Regions from separate parts of the Rattus norvegicus genome. Here regions 2 and 3 are each linked to region 1. The links are chromatin contacts, called in public Hi-C maps. All regions are on one chromosome and are shown on one strand. The core of a region is the stretch at or near the end of the contact, and the rest is flanking DNA. Distances in the headings are between cores, read along the strand shown. Region 1 overlaps Arap1 (ArfGAP with RhoGAP domain, ankyrin repeat and PH domain 1). Region 2 has its middle 42 kb from the start of Fchsd2. Region 3 has its middle 23 kb from the start of P2ry2.

Region 1 (4,286 bases), core at 482-2,981:
TGTTTCCAGCCCCATCTCTTGTACTACAAATCTTCTGGGCATTACTTACAGTGCCACATACACTGCGAATTGTCTGTAGATAACTACCATACCGGATTTGTCAGGGAATAGGGACAAGGAAAAGAAGCCTCATGTATTCAGGATAGATGTGGGTTTGCTGCACACTTTTGGATCTGCAGTTTGTTGACTCCTGGATGTGGAGCCACAGGTTGCAAAGAGACATCTTGATTTGCACAGTTTGGGGCCATTCCTTAGGGCAAAGTGGTGCCAGGCCTGGCGTCCTTTGTCCTGGGGATGAGGCCTCGATAGTCGTAGGCATCTGCGGTCCTCAGCTCATGGATAGACAAAGGCTTTAGGTTTTTTAAAAAATATGTATATGAGTACACTGTCGTTGTCTTCAGACATACCAGAAGAGGGCATCGTATGGTTGTGAACCATCTGGGAATTTGACTAGGAATTGAACTCAGGACCTCTGGAAAAGCACTCAGTGCTCTCTGAGCCATCTCTCCAGCCACTGGTTTTGTTTTGTTTTGTTTTTAATTTTTACTTTATGTGTATGGGTGTTTTGCCTGTCTGCATGTCTGTACACATGTGTAGGTACACATATGCACATTTGGCCAGCTGTCAGGGTGGTGCATATTTGTGTTGGTTCTACAGGTGGCCATGCTTGGTCCTAATAGGTACAGGGATCTGTACGGGTGACAGGTCAGTATATCCGGGTCCCCCGGGCTGAGTAGGCATATGCACAAGCCTGAGCGTATTGCTGCTGTGGGGCTGGCAGTGCCAGTTCGCATTGTTAATAGTGTGCAGATGCTGTTTGGGTAAGCAGATTGGCACGTTTAGTGTTTGTGTACTGTCAAGTGTGAGTCACTGTGCACATATGTGTGTGCATATGCTGCCAGGCACCATTAGAATGTCAGCTCTCCTAGGGCTGTGGGATCTTCGTCAGTGTTTCCTTTACTATTGAACGCCTGGCAAGCAGTACCTAATAGGCCCCTTTGACATGTCATGGAGAGGAAAGGCCAGTGATGCCAGGGGATTTCACACTGTGGGTGCTGAGCTTGGACGTCTTCAGATGATGTGAGCAGGCCTAGGTTCAGACTGGCCATAGAGCTCAGGGACCCTGAGCGCATCACTCCAAAGCCTTCTCCTTAATTCCTGTCATCCCATCTGTGGGGATGGTGACAAGCAAGAGGCTGATAGTCTTCTAGGCTACAGAAAAGCTGTAAGCAAACCAGAAAACAAGGAAAGATGGGGCTCCCTCCTTCCTGCCTGGTCAAACTGAGGGCTTTTAGAGGCAGGCTCACACACATCCTGAAGACCCCACTTTACCTCTGCATCTGTAACATTGACTATTTCAGCCCATGCCTATGAATTGGCTGCAGGGAAACTTGCCCAAAGCCACTCCACCCCAGAGAGGAAACCAGCATTCAGATCCTGCCTCCTGGCCCTGTCCACTCAGCTTCAGATGTCAGAGACAAAACCCTCAGGACTTGCTTCTCTGGATCACAGAGGGATTGTTTCTGATCAAGGGTCCCAGAGCCACTCCACACAGCCCCTTCCAACTCCCTGTGGGTCTCAGCTTCCTCCTCTGATACTCGGATACCTATAGGTATTTGAGGGAAAGGAAGTATTTGCCCAGAGTGGCCAGCCACTGTCAGGAGTCACACCTTGCAAGGTTTCCCTTCAGTGCCCCAGAATGCCTTGCCGCTCAGCCAATCCGTGGTCTTTCTGAAGACTGATCACCTGTTGCTGGGGCAGAAACTGTCCCTTCAGGGAGCCTATTTTGCAGCCTCTTTGGGCCTCTTTCAGGAGGTTAGGGTGGAGGATTCATATAAGGGCTAGCCAGAATCAGGGCTTCCTGGACTGGTACCCTGTGAGGCCTCAGGGGACCAGCTGACAGGGCTAATTGCCCCATTTTACTTTGGCTGGTGCTGGCGTGGCCTGAGGGGCGGGGAGGAAGTATCTGTCCCAGGGGATTATGGGTGACGTTTCTCTCTTTCTCTCTCAGTGTTTTCAGGAAGTGTGTTGGCCTAGGCTGAAGGGGGGCGGGGAGGGGGTAAGAGAGGCAGAGAGCAGGAAGCAAAGACCAGAGCTGGATACACACACACACACACACACACACACACACACACACACACACACACACACACTCACACACACTTATACACTCACGCAATCTCTTTCCCTCCCGGACAGACTTATGATTATATTCACACACACACACATTTACACACATTCAGAGACACTCCCCATAGGTATACATAGACATACCTGGGGCTCACATATCCAAGGGAACAGACCCAGACACAGCCAACAATAGGGGCTCTGGCCACAGGACCAGCCAGAGCCCACACAAGCTTCCACCGGCAGACACAGGGCACCCTGGCACATACTGCTCCACCTGGCTGGAGCCTTAGGCGTTCTCAGGCCCAAGACAGGATTCAGCAGGCCTCTGAGGGTGAGTGAGGGGCAGCCCTGGCTAGGGTGTTGGGCAGGTGGGAGGGTTGGAGGATGAGTCACTCTTTGTGTGACTGTCACTTTCTGAGCTGCTTTTCCAGGATGCTGTGCTTTCCCTTGGTTTGCTCAGACAGTTCCAGGACCGTTTCTCGGCTTCTCCTGTTTTTTTTTTTTTTGTTTGTTTGTTTGTTTTGTTCTGCTCTTTTCTAACACTGTCCCCCTTCTCCTTCCTTCTCTCTGTTGTCTCCACATCAGCCTTTCCTAGTGATCCTAAATGCCTGTTTTCTGAGCCTTTGTCAGACCTGCCCCACAGACTGTTGTTGGGGTGAGTGTGTGTGTGTGTGTGTGTGTGTGTGTGTGTGTGTGTGTGTGTGTGTCCATGTGCATTTGTGTTTGTGTAGGAGGGTCCTCTGCTCCTTGCTCTCTTCTGGCATTCATTCCCACTTTCCTGCACCATAAGGCAATTCCCTTGGCTCCCCAAGGGAATTTAGGCTAGTGTGTTAAGTTCAAGAATGCTATGTGTCTAAATTCCCATACCCCCAGCCCAAGGTGACAGGGACCTACCTAAAGAGGGCTGGCATTTCATTTGTATGGTTCCTCCCGTGGTGTCTGGGTGATTGGTGGGTGCATGCTGAGTGTGAGGTTGCCCTCCCCTCCTTCCAGTTATCAGGAATCCCTAATGAACCCAGCACCCCTTGGGTCACTGGGAACATATTATGGCCTCTACTTTGGACTGGTCACCAGAAGTGTGGGGGAGGGGTCATGGATCTGTCTGAAAGCTCGCCATGGGCTGACCTGCTCTTCTTGTCCTCAGGGAGACAGTAGAGTCAGACCCAGGAAATACACAGAGCAGATGCTACCTGCCTCTTGCCCACCACAACAGGATTGGTCTGTGGGGCTCAGGTCTTGGAGTGGTATGGAGGCCCACCAGGCTGTTAACTAGAGGGTGAAATCCACATTTGGGTGGATTTCCTGGAGGGTGAAGTGAGTTTTAAGCAAAAGGGGGATCCATGGTTTGGGGTCATTTTATGTAAAACGTTCTGGCAGAAGCCAGGCCCACAGTAGTGCCTAGGAAGGGGAGCCCCTGGCCCAGGAAGAAGTGTCAAGTGGCATGCAGGCTGCAGACCTCTGTTCCTACAAAGGAGGCCTGATAAGAGCTTTGTGTACTGTGGCCTGGGCAGAAGTGAGTAGGACAGAGCCAGGGTGTGCAGCAGCCCATGGTGGAGGAGGAAGGACAGAAGTGACATGGGGGAAGTGAGGAGTGCAGGACCCAGCTGTTGAGGAGGAAGTGGGCAGCTGGGAAAGTTTGCCACTGGAAGGGGGCATCAGGAAAGGCCAGAGTCCCCAGGTCACTGGGCCTGGCCTCGTCTTGCAGCTGTGCTGGTGAAAGTCCTAGGATTGGCCTGGGTCCTTCTAAGGTCCCTGGAACATTTTAGGGGGAAAGTTCTGACTCTGGGGTAAAATGTGCTCTGGGTCCTTTGTCCTTTGAAGTCATTGCAGTGAAACAAACATCGAAGGAAGGATGTAGCGTGCAGAATGATTGGAAATACGGAGGTAGTCTGGAGAGGCGGCTCAGTTGTGAGAAGCACTGGCTGCTCTTCCAGAGGACCTGGGTTCGATTCCTAGAGCCTACATAGTGGCTCACTACACTTATAACTTCAGTTCTGGGGCATCTGATTCTTCTGACATCTGTGGGCATCTGCATGCAGGTGTTGCACTTACGTGCACACTTACGCTTGAAATATAAATAAATCTTAAAGATAGAGAAGTAGTATAGAGGGTGGGGGAGTCCCAAAGAAGCCCCTAAGAAGCCTGAGGCATGATGG
Region 2 (4,523 bases), core at 1,603-4,102, 360 kb before region 1:
CTGGCAGAACCCAGGGTCGGGTGGAGAGACCACAATGGACCCTTGTGTGGTGGTTTAGCTTGGACTCGCCTGCAGGCCCAGCTTCTGGGCCAGGGTGGGCCCTGTTTTCTGATCTGCAGCCAGACCCAGCTCCTAAACAACCCGCCTTGGGCCCAGACAGGAGCCAGGACTTCGCTTCAAGTCCAGAGGGTGTGAAGCTCACAGGCTAGTGTCTTACTCTCCTCTGTCAGCCTTTCTGGAACCCTCCTGGCTAAACAACTTCACATAAGCTTTGAAGGTCCATCTTCACAACCAAACAGGCATCCAGTCCTCGGAGGTTTCTTCTTCAAACCACCTAAGGGAGTTCACAACAGACCGCAGGTCCAGCCTGTGATGACTGTGTTAAAGAAGCTTGGAGTTCATCTGAGAGGCTTGGCTTCTCAACCCGAGTGAGCCTCAGTTTCTCCATCTGCCATCTGCTGAGAGAGTTGGTAATTCACATTTGAGGGACAGAGATGCTGAGAGAGTGTTTGAAGTTTCTGGCATAGCCTCTTCCTCAGGAAAACATCTATCCAAGCAAGGCCAGACAGCCTGCAGCTTCCCGATGGCACTGTCACAGCTGGGGTGCTGGGCTCTGAATCTCCTCTGAAACAGTGGGCAGGAAGTCCTTCAGAGCACCATGGGGACTGCACCCAACGTTCCCTTCTCTGAACCTTGAATTAATCCTGCCTCAAGACAAGAGTCCTGCCCTGATAAGGCTCATGGTCACCTGAACAGTTGTTGCTGGGGACCCTAAAACTGTCAGGATCCCTACAGGATCCTTTATTGCAGCTATCCCTGTCTTATTCATAAAGGAGGTCTGGGGTTGTAGCTCAGCTGACAGAGGAATGGTCTAGCATGCACACAGCTCTTTAACCAGCACCATTTAACTTTGGGTAGATCTCAAAAACAAAATGTGAACAAACAATACTTAAGTAGGCCTGGCAATGGTGGCCCAGGCCTTTAAGTTCAGCAGTTAGGAGGCAGAGGCACAAAGATTCTGTGAGTTCAAGGTCAGACTGGTCTACAGAACAATTATTAGGACACCAGAGATACACAAGAAGAAACCCATTTTCAAAAAACCAAAGCAGCAGCAGCAGCAGCAGCAGCAGCAGCAACAACAACAACAACACACACACACACACACACACACACACACACACACACACACACACACACACACACAGAGAGACTTCCTTAAGCATAAAAAGAGACAATACTTAGAGGGATTGCTGATAAACTGATCATAGCCTTGCGAATGGCTTATATTTGTTGGTCCTGGAACTTATTACGTAACACAGACTGGCTTCAAACTCGTGACAATTTTCATTTTTATGTTCTGACCTCCCAAGTGCTGGTATTGAAGGTATGAGCCACCACGCCCTGCACAAATTACTACTGCTTAGAAGAAGGAAATTAAAAGAGAAATACAAGATGCTGTACTTGGATCCAGTTTTAAAAGGGTTGAGATCTGAGAGGACAGGGACATGATGAGATGCACAGATGTAGATTTTGTGTCAGGTTGCATAGCAGAGCATAGAGAACTCGGTGGGTGACTCATGCTGGCTGTTCTTTGGCACTTTGGACACATTTCTTAGGAATGTCAGGACCACAGGCTCGGCCCAGGTGAGCAGATCCAAAGCAGGTCAAATGGTCATTATCCCTTCAGCATAAATAAGTCTGTGGCTTATTAGTTCTAGGGCTATGTGGACATTGGCTTTGGGCCCCAGTGGAAGGAAACCATGGAGCTATCACAGGTTTGAGTAAGAAGGCCAGTCACACAGAGGACTGCTTCTGTAGCTAAGGAGTAAGAATGTGATAGCAAGGGCAAATGAGTACAGCTGGAGAATACATAGATAGACATGATTTCTAGCCTTTGTTGGGTAGACCAGAAGTCCAAAAAACTTGTCTATGTTAGGAGAGAAAGAGTTACCCCCACCCCCCCACCCCCCGTGTGTCTGTCTCTCTGTGTCCCTGTGTGTGTGTGTGTGTGTGTGTCTGTCTGTCTGTCTGTCTGTCTGTCTGTCTCTCTCTGTCTCTCTGTTTTTGGTTTTTTATTTTTTAATTTGTGTAGGGGTGTGTGTGTTTGTGCACATTTGCTTCTGTGTCCATGTAGAAGTCAAAGGACCACTTTCAGGAGTAGGTTCTTTCTTTCTATCATGTGGATCCTGGGTGGAACTCAGGTCATCAGGCTTAATGACACAGACCTTTACCTTCTGAGCTGCCATGACAGGACCCCATATCTTAAATAGTCTTCAGAACTGAAGTTTCAGTCAAGAGTGCCCAACCTGTAACTACCGGGTGTCAACAGGACCCTGGCTACCAGCTGTTTGTTCTTCGTGGCTTTATTGCCAGGTGAGGATCAATGTACATCAGAAAGAAAAAAAAAATCCTGCCGTCAGTGGGAGGTACAGCCTGCTGTCCCAAGGTCACTTTTGTTGATCTTTGTTGTTGGCATAAGTTGACAGCTGGAGCCTGGTGCTGGAGTTTGCCCCTGGTTTCCTCTCTCTATACACCTTTACAATTACCAACTCAGGGGCCCCAACTCAATACAGTTTGAGAAAAGAGAAGGGCACAGGTGGAATGTGGACACACATTGGCTTGAGTCTCTACTTTCTATGTGGCCAATAACAAGGTGCTTTGCCTCTCTGAACCTGTTTTCTTTGATTTGTTAATGTGGGCAAAAACATTTGCCTTTGAGGTGATTGCCTTTGAGGTTATTCAGATAAGAAAGGCCCATGTGTCACAGCCTTGTTGCATAATAAGGACTCTGCAAATGGGACTGCTCTTTCCTCTCCCCCAGGAGACAATGATACAGAGGGAGCAGCCCTGGGCTGAGGGGTCAGGACACTTGGATCTGGTGGCTGGTTTTGTGGCTCTCTGACTGAGTCCTCTGTCAAGACCTGCTTTTCTCTGCAATTCAGTTTGTTATTTGAAATATAAGACAGAGGAACCACACAGTCAACATGGCACATGTTATCTGAGAATAAGGAACCTCTAGGCAGCTCTGTGGGGGCATTTTCTAGATTGACAATTGATGTGGGAGGACCTAGTCCACTGCAGGCCATGCCACGCCTGGGCAGGTGGGTGCAGGCAGTATCCGAAAGCGATGGACATCTGGTTTGGTAGCCCATGCCTTTAATCCCAATACTCAGGAGGTGAGGCACAGGGATATCTGTGAGTTTCAGGACATCCAGAGCCACATAGAGGGACCATGTCTCAAACAGAACAACTACTACAAAAAGAATCCAGGCAGAGCAAGCTGTGGGGGGCAAAGGACACCAACGTTCCTCCATGGCCTCTGCTTCAGTTCCTGCCTCCAGGTTCCTTGTATTCCTGCCCTGACTTGCCTTCATTGCAGACTAGAGACTATAGGCTGGAATAAGCTCCCCTCCCCCCACCCTCTGCCTCCCCAACAACTTGTCTTTGGTCGTTGTGATTGTGTTTATCACAGTGATTAAAAAACAAGCAGGGAAATGATCTATCTTGAGATGCAGGACCCCAGCTTGAAGCTGGTCCCTGCTATTGATGCACCAAATGGCCTAAGACACGGCCTTCTCCTTTTAGGCTTCAATCTTCCCGTCCCTGCAGCTGCAACAGGCTCTGATGCCCCTTTGGCTCTGATGATCTGGGCTCCAAGGTTCCCATGGTGTCATATTCCCAGGTAGAGTCTGGACTTCAGTCTGCTTGCTCATAGCAAGTGTCTCGGCCCTTGCCCACTCCCTGTCAGAACTTCTGAACTCCACCCTCACGGTCTCTAGGTCTCTACTTCCTTACCTTATCTAAGACCAAAGAGCCCATGAGACTACCCCAGTTGCTCTTCTTGACACTAAATGTCTTAGAGTCTCTCTAGAAGCTTCTCCGTGGAAGTCTTAGGATTTTCTCCACTAGGAACCCATTCACTTCATTTAATATGTTGGGTACTTGGGGACATGCCTTTTCCACCACGTGGGAGGGAGGTCCAGCGTGGCTCATATGTTTGTTCCAGGACAGCCAGAACCACATAGTGAGATCTTGTTTCACCCTGTCCCCCCAAAAATGACATTTGTCAGAGGAGTTCCCCGAATAATGGTGAGTACTGTGGGCACATGCTCTCATCCTCCTGCCTCTGAGAAACTCCCTTTAAAGAAGCTCTATAGAAACACGCAATGCAGATTGAATAACAGGCACAGAGAAATTTAGCCTGTTCCTTGTCCTAGGGGATGTATCCAGAGTACTAAAGCGTCCCAAGCTCTGGCATAAGAGGGAAGAAGGGCCCTGCTGGGTTGGTCACAATGTCACACCCATATGTGCACACAATCAGTCACCTGGGGGGCCAGCGACAGACTAGTAAGTAGACCCATGAAAACATCATTACAAGGCTATGCCCAGCTGCTGCCTTCAATCAGAGAGAGGGCTGCCCCAGTGGGAAACCTAGTTTATCCCGCTGGACCTCCATCAGGGCCAGCCCCATCTGCACTTTAGTCTCCTCCTGGAGACTCTCGGCCGCACTCAGAACTCAAAGC
Region 3 (4,605 bases), core at 907-3,406, 440 kb before region 1:
AGTTGTGTGCTACACAGCTGTTTCTTTTACTTTACTTTGTGAAGAGGGCTTTAATGTCTAATGACTCCTGTCTGGTGCTAGTTAAACTGCAGGAGTTTACCCAGTGTGATGGCTGACCCTGTTAACCTGACTGAATCACTTAGGAGACATACCTCTGGGCGTGTCTTCGAGGTCATTTCCGCAGAGGACTAACTGAGGTGGGAAGATCCATGTTGAAGGTGAGTGTCACTGTCTCACAGACTGGGCTCTCACACTGGATGAAGAGGAGAAAGGAAGCTGTGTGCCAGCATTCATCTCTGTGCTGTGTGACTGCAGATATGATGGATGCGTCCCCTCTTCAAATGTGGGCCAGAGTATCCTTCCCCCTTATATTGCTGTTGTAAGGTGTTTTGTCACAACAGAAAGTAGTCAACATGTCCAATGTTATCTCATTCATTCCTCATTGCAAATTGGGCATTCACTCACTCACTCACTCATTCATTCATTCATTCATTCATTCATTCATTTCTCATTCATTCCTCATTGTAAACTGGGCATTCACTCACTCATTCATTCATTCATTTCTCATTCATTCCTCATTGTAAACTGGGCACTCACTCATTCATTCACTCATTCATTCATTCATTTCTCATTCATTCCTCATTGTAAACTGGGCATTCATTCATTCATTCATTCATTCATTTCTCATTCATTTCTCATTATAAACTTGGCGTTCACTCACTCACTCATTAATATTCAGGAAATAGGTGTGCGGCACCCACAAACCAGGCAATGTTCTCTCTGGAAACTATTCCAGCAGGAGGAGGCAGAGGGTGGAGATAAACTATGGGCTGAGTACAGTTTTGCCTTTTCGATGATGAGGAAGTGGAGATGCCTACGGTCACGTGATTAACAAGGTATAAATGTCACAGGTGCAAAGAACCCTAACCCTAACCCTAACCCTAACCCTAACCCTAACCCTAAACCCTAACCCTAACCCTAACCCTAACCCTAACCCTAACCCTAACCCTAACGTGCATGGACGTGAGAGCTGGGGCTCAGACTCAGTGCTATATGATGTGGGCCTTACAGGGTTTCCGTCTGTCTTTGGGTCGGTGGAAGCTGTGGGGAGCAGTGAGCAGGGAGAACAGGGACGACGGCCTGGAGCTCTAGCCCAGGTTTGCTCATCACCTCTGTGCATCTTGCTCTGTCCGAGGCACCAACACTTCAGCTCCACTTCTGCATCAGTCAGATGTTCTTGCCCTACTGCTGTGCTTGGGCCTCCAAGTTACAGGACTAACTTCTGCCATTTGAAGGCCAACATCGCCGGCTAAGACAGCTCTGTCGGCCACACTTCCCATGGAATAGAATCCAGCTTTGGGAGCTACACTGAGAAAACAAGACAGGAGGGGTGTCTGGTGAGGGGCGCTGTGCTAGAATGAGACAAAGAGAAAGTGTCCCGCCCGGATATTGGTCTGGGCTGCACCCTTCTTTGGCTGTGACTGAACACTGAGTAGAGCTTTCCTACAGGCAGATGAGTGCCCAGAACAGAATGACCTCCTTCCCGGCCGGGGAGCTAGGAAGCAGATGCTATGGCAGAGGCAGAGGCAGCCACCGTCACATAGTTGGCAGGATTGGATCTCTGTTTCAATCCACCCTTCCTATCCCACCCTTGCCCTTATCCAGCAACAGCCTGACTACCAAACAGGTCACGAATCCATCCAGGTAGGTCGCAGTGGATGACGCTTTTCCATTCCCTGTGCCTCAGCAGGACTTGACCACTAAGGGGCAGCAGTGCAGCGTCAAAGCCCAGCCGAGAAACAAGAGACAGCTCTAAGAACTGACAACTGGGTAGAAGTTAGGCTTCCGACTGCCTCCGCCCACATCCCTTTGCTGCCAGGAATTCTGGGGACAGGAAGTGCAAGCTGGAGGAATGTGTGGAGTGAGGAGGAAAAGGAGAGAAGAAAGCCAGATCCTGTTCACATTCTCATCTCTTCTGCCACCCCCCCAAGCCTGTCTTCTGCCAGCTCTATCATCACTATTATATTTATTTATTTATGAGTGCAGTGCGTGCGTGTGTAAGTCAGAGGACAGTCAGAATCTGTCATCTCCTCCCATGGGTCCCTGGGATCTAGCTCAGGTTGTCAGGTTCAATGGCAGGTGCCCTATCGGCTGAACCTTTCTCTCGTGGGGAGCAGGGCACATGGCCTCAATATTCCAGGCTGGGCTCTAATGCTTTGTGCAGCCAAGGGTGACTTTGAACTTCTGACCCTTCTGGCTCTGTGTGCTGGGATCATAGGTATGTGCTGTTGTCTTGGGTTTCGTTGCTGTGGAATGATACCATGACCACAGCCACGCTTATAAAGAACAACATTTAATTGGGACTGGCTTACAGTGTCATAGGTTCAGTCCGTTACCATCGTGGTGGGAAGTGTGGCAGCACTCAGGCAGACGTGGTACTGGAGAAGAAGCTGAGAGCTCTACCTCTTGATCCACAGGCAACATAGGAGGATTCTCTTCCTCAGGCATCCAGGAGAAGGGTCTCTTCTACACTGGGTGAAGCCTGACCATTAGAGCAAACCTCAAAGCCCACCACCACGGGGACACACTTCCTCCCACAAGACCGCACCTACTGCAACAAGGCCACACCTCCTAATAGTGCCACTCCCTGGGCCAAACGTATTCAGGCCACCACAGCCATTGTTACTATCCCCCATCCCAACACCTACCCTCTTTGTATGTGCTGGTGGTTGAACCTAGGGCTTCATGCACACGGGGCTAGCATTCCACCAATGAGGCTACGTACCCAGTCCCACCTCCTGGTGTTAGTTTGACCTCTGGCAGCTCCCGGGTTTAAAGTCAGACTCTGATGCCCACAAGATGGCTGTCCACCTGTGCCTTCAATCTCTAGGTATCTGCTCCTCTCTCATTGCTATTCTACCCCCAACGGCAACCTGGTCCCTCAGCACATTTTAAAAAAAAAGACTCAGTTATTTATTTAATGTATGTGAGTACTCTGTAGCTGTCTTCAGACACACCAGAAGAGGGCATCGGATCCCATTACAGATGGCTGTGAGCCACCATGTGGTTGCTGGGAATGGAACTCAGGGCCTCTGGAAGAGCAGTCAGTGCTCTTAACCACTGAGCCATCTCTCCAGCCCTGAGATAATAGGGTTTTTTGTTTTTGTTTTTTTTTTTTGTTTTGTTTTGTTTTTTTTTTGTAATGGAGATGTAGAGATATTTTCAGATAAGAGTGAGTGTTAAAGTCACAATGAGCCACGATTAAGGGCTGAGTACATGCTCTCCTTCCCCAGATATTTTCTGGGAATATCACAAACAAGATGTAAAGAACATCTGAAGTTTCCACTCGACCTGATAGGACTTTACCCTACCAGCTGTAACAGCATGCGTGTACCTCAGGATCACCCGATAGTCTGACTTTCATTTCTTGGCAACCCTTTGAGGTGTAACTTCAGAAGTCACCAAAATTGTTTATATGGTTCTTTACATTTTTTTTTTTTTTGGTTCTTTTTTTTTTGGAGCTGGGGACCGAACCCAGGGCCTTGCGCTTCCTAGGCAAGCGCTCTACCACTGAGCTAAATCCCCAACCCCGGTTCTTTACATTTTTTAAATGGAAAAAAAAAAACCTATCTTACGGCAGAGGTTCTGGGGTCCCCAGACTCACTGTGATGCCAAGGCTGGCAGTGAATTTCTAAGCACCCTGCCTCTGCCTCTTGATGCTGCTGAGATGACAGCTTTGTACCACGGTGCTGGGTTTTATGTGATGCCGGAGACCAAACGCTTGGCTTTATACATGACAGAACCTTCAATTGAGCTGCAGCCCCAGCGCTCCCCCACTCTGTCTGTCTGACTGTCTGTCTCTGTGTGTGTGTGTGTGTGTGTGTGAGAGAGAGAGAGAGAGAGAGAGAGAGAGAGAGAGAGAAAGAGAGAGAGAGAGAGATTTTAAAGACAAATTGACCTTTTCTTGAGATGATCATAGTCACACTTGGGTGTGTCATGTCCTTTTCCTGAACATCTGTCTGTCTGTCTGTCTGTCTACTTGCTGTGTGTGTATAGGTCAGAAGGCAACTGTGGGAGTCAGTTCTCCCTTCCTACCATGTAAGTCTTTCGATCAAACCCGGACTGTCTGACATGGCAGTGGAGCCTTTACACCCTGAGCCGTCTCTCTAGATTTGGCTTTCTATTGGCCCCCAAGGCTTAATTGCGTGCTCAGCTCTTCTGAATAAAACTAAATGCTGGTTCACATTCATTCACTCTGAATTCTATTTCATTTTAAATTCCTAAAATTACACTTACTGTGTGTGTGTGTGTGTGTGTGTGTGTGTGTGTGTGTGTGTGTGTGCATGTGTATGTTGAGGCATGCTTGTGGAGGTCAGAGGACAGCATGTGAGTCAGTTCTCTCCTTCCATTATGTGAGTCCCAGGAGTCTGACAAACTCCGGCTGTCGGGCTTGGTGACAGACGCCAGCTGTCAGGCTTGGTGACAGACTCCTTTCTTTTTGTTTTTACTGTTTTGTTTTCTTGAGGCTTACTGTGTAGCCTTGGTTGGCCTGGAACTCACAGAGATCCTCCTGCCTCTGCCTCTCCAGGGCTGGGACTTTAAATT

What was found. Hi-C and Micro-C count contacts between places; a contact is called where the count stands out from the background.
Region 2: a contact with region 1 is called in a Hi-C map of liver, with 7 times the contacts expected there. The contact joins two enhancer-like sites. A contact is called at or near these places in 9 of 12 Hi-C or Micro-C datasets (the A7r5 cell line, the Rat2 cell line, frontal cortex and 5 more).
Region 3: a contact with region 1 is called in a Hi-C map of liver, with 4 times the contacts expected there. The contact joins two enhancer-like sites. A contact is called at or near these places in 4 of 12 Hi-C or Micro-C datasets (Schwann cells, frontal cortex and liver).

The regions. Positions count from the first base shown.
Region 1 is chr1:165,189,895-165,194,180 of GRCr8, forward strand. All of the region lies in intron 3 of Arap1 (ArfGAP with RhoGAP domain, ankyrin repeat and PH domain 1), which reads left to right. Among named protein-coding and RNA genes, the nearest start is that of Arap1, 31 kb to the left of the region's middle. Within about 2 kb of position 1,732, at least 70 of the 93 cell types and tissues checked have an H3K27ac peak or open chromatin away from gene starts, as enhancers often do. A contact at or near this core is called in liver, where this site is marked.
Region 2 is chr1:164,826,264-164,830,786 of GRCr8, forward strand. It overlaps a transcript of Fchsd2 not described here. Among named protein-coding and RNA genes, the nearest start is that of Fchsd2, 42 kb to the right of the region's middle. Within about 2 kb of position 2,853, at least 3 of the 93 cell types and tissues checked have an H3K27ac peak or open chromatin away from gene starts, as enhancers often do. A contact at or near this core is called in liver, where this site is marked.
Region 3 is chr1:164,753,900-164,758,504 of GRCr8, forward strand. No RefSeq gene overlaps it. Among named protein-coding and RNA genes, the nearest start is that of P2ry2, 23 kb to the right of the region's middle. Within about 2 kb of position 2,157, at least 30 of the 93 cell types and tissues checked have an H3K27ac peak or open chromatin away from gene starts, as enhancers often do. A contact at or near this core is called in liver, where this site is marked.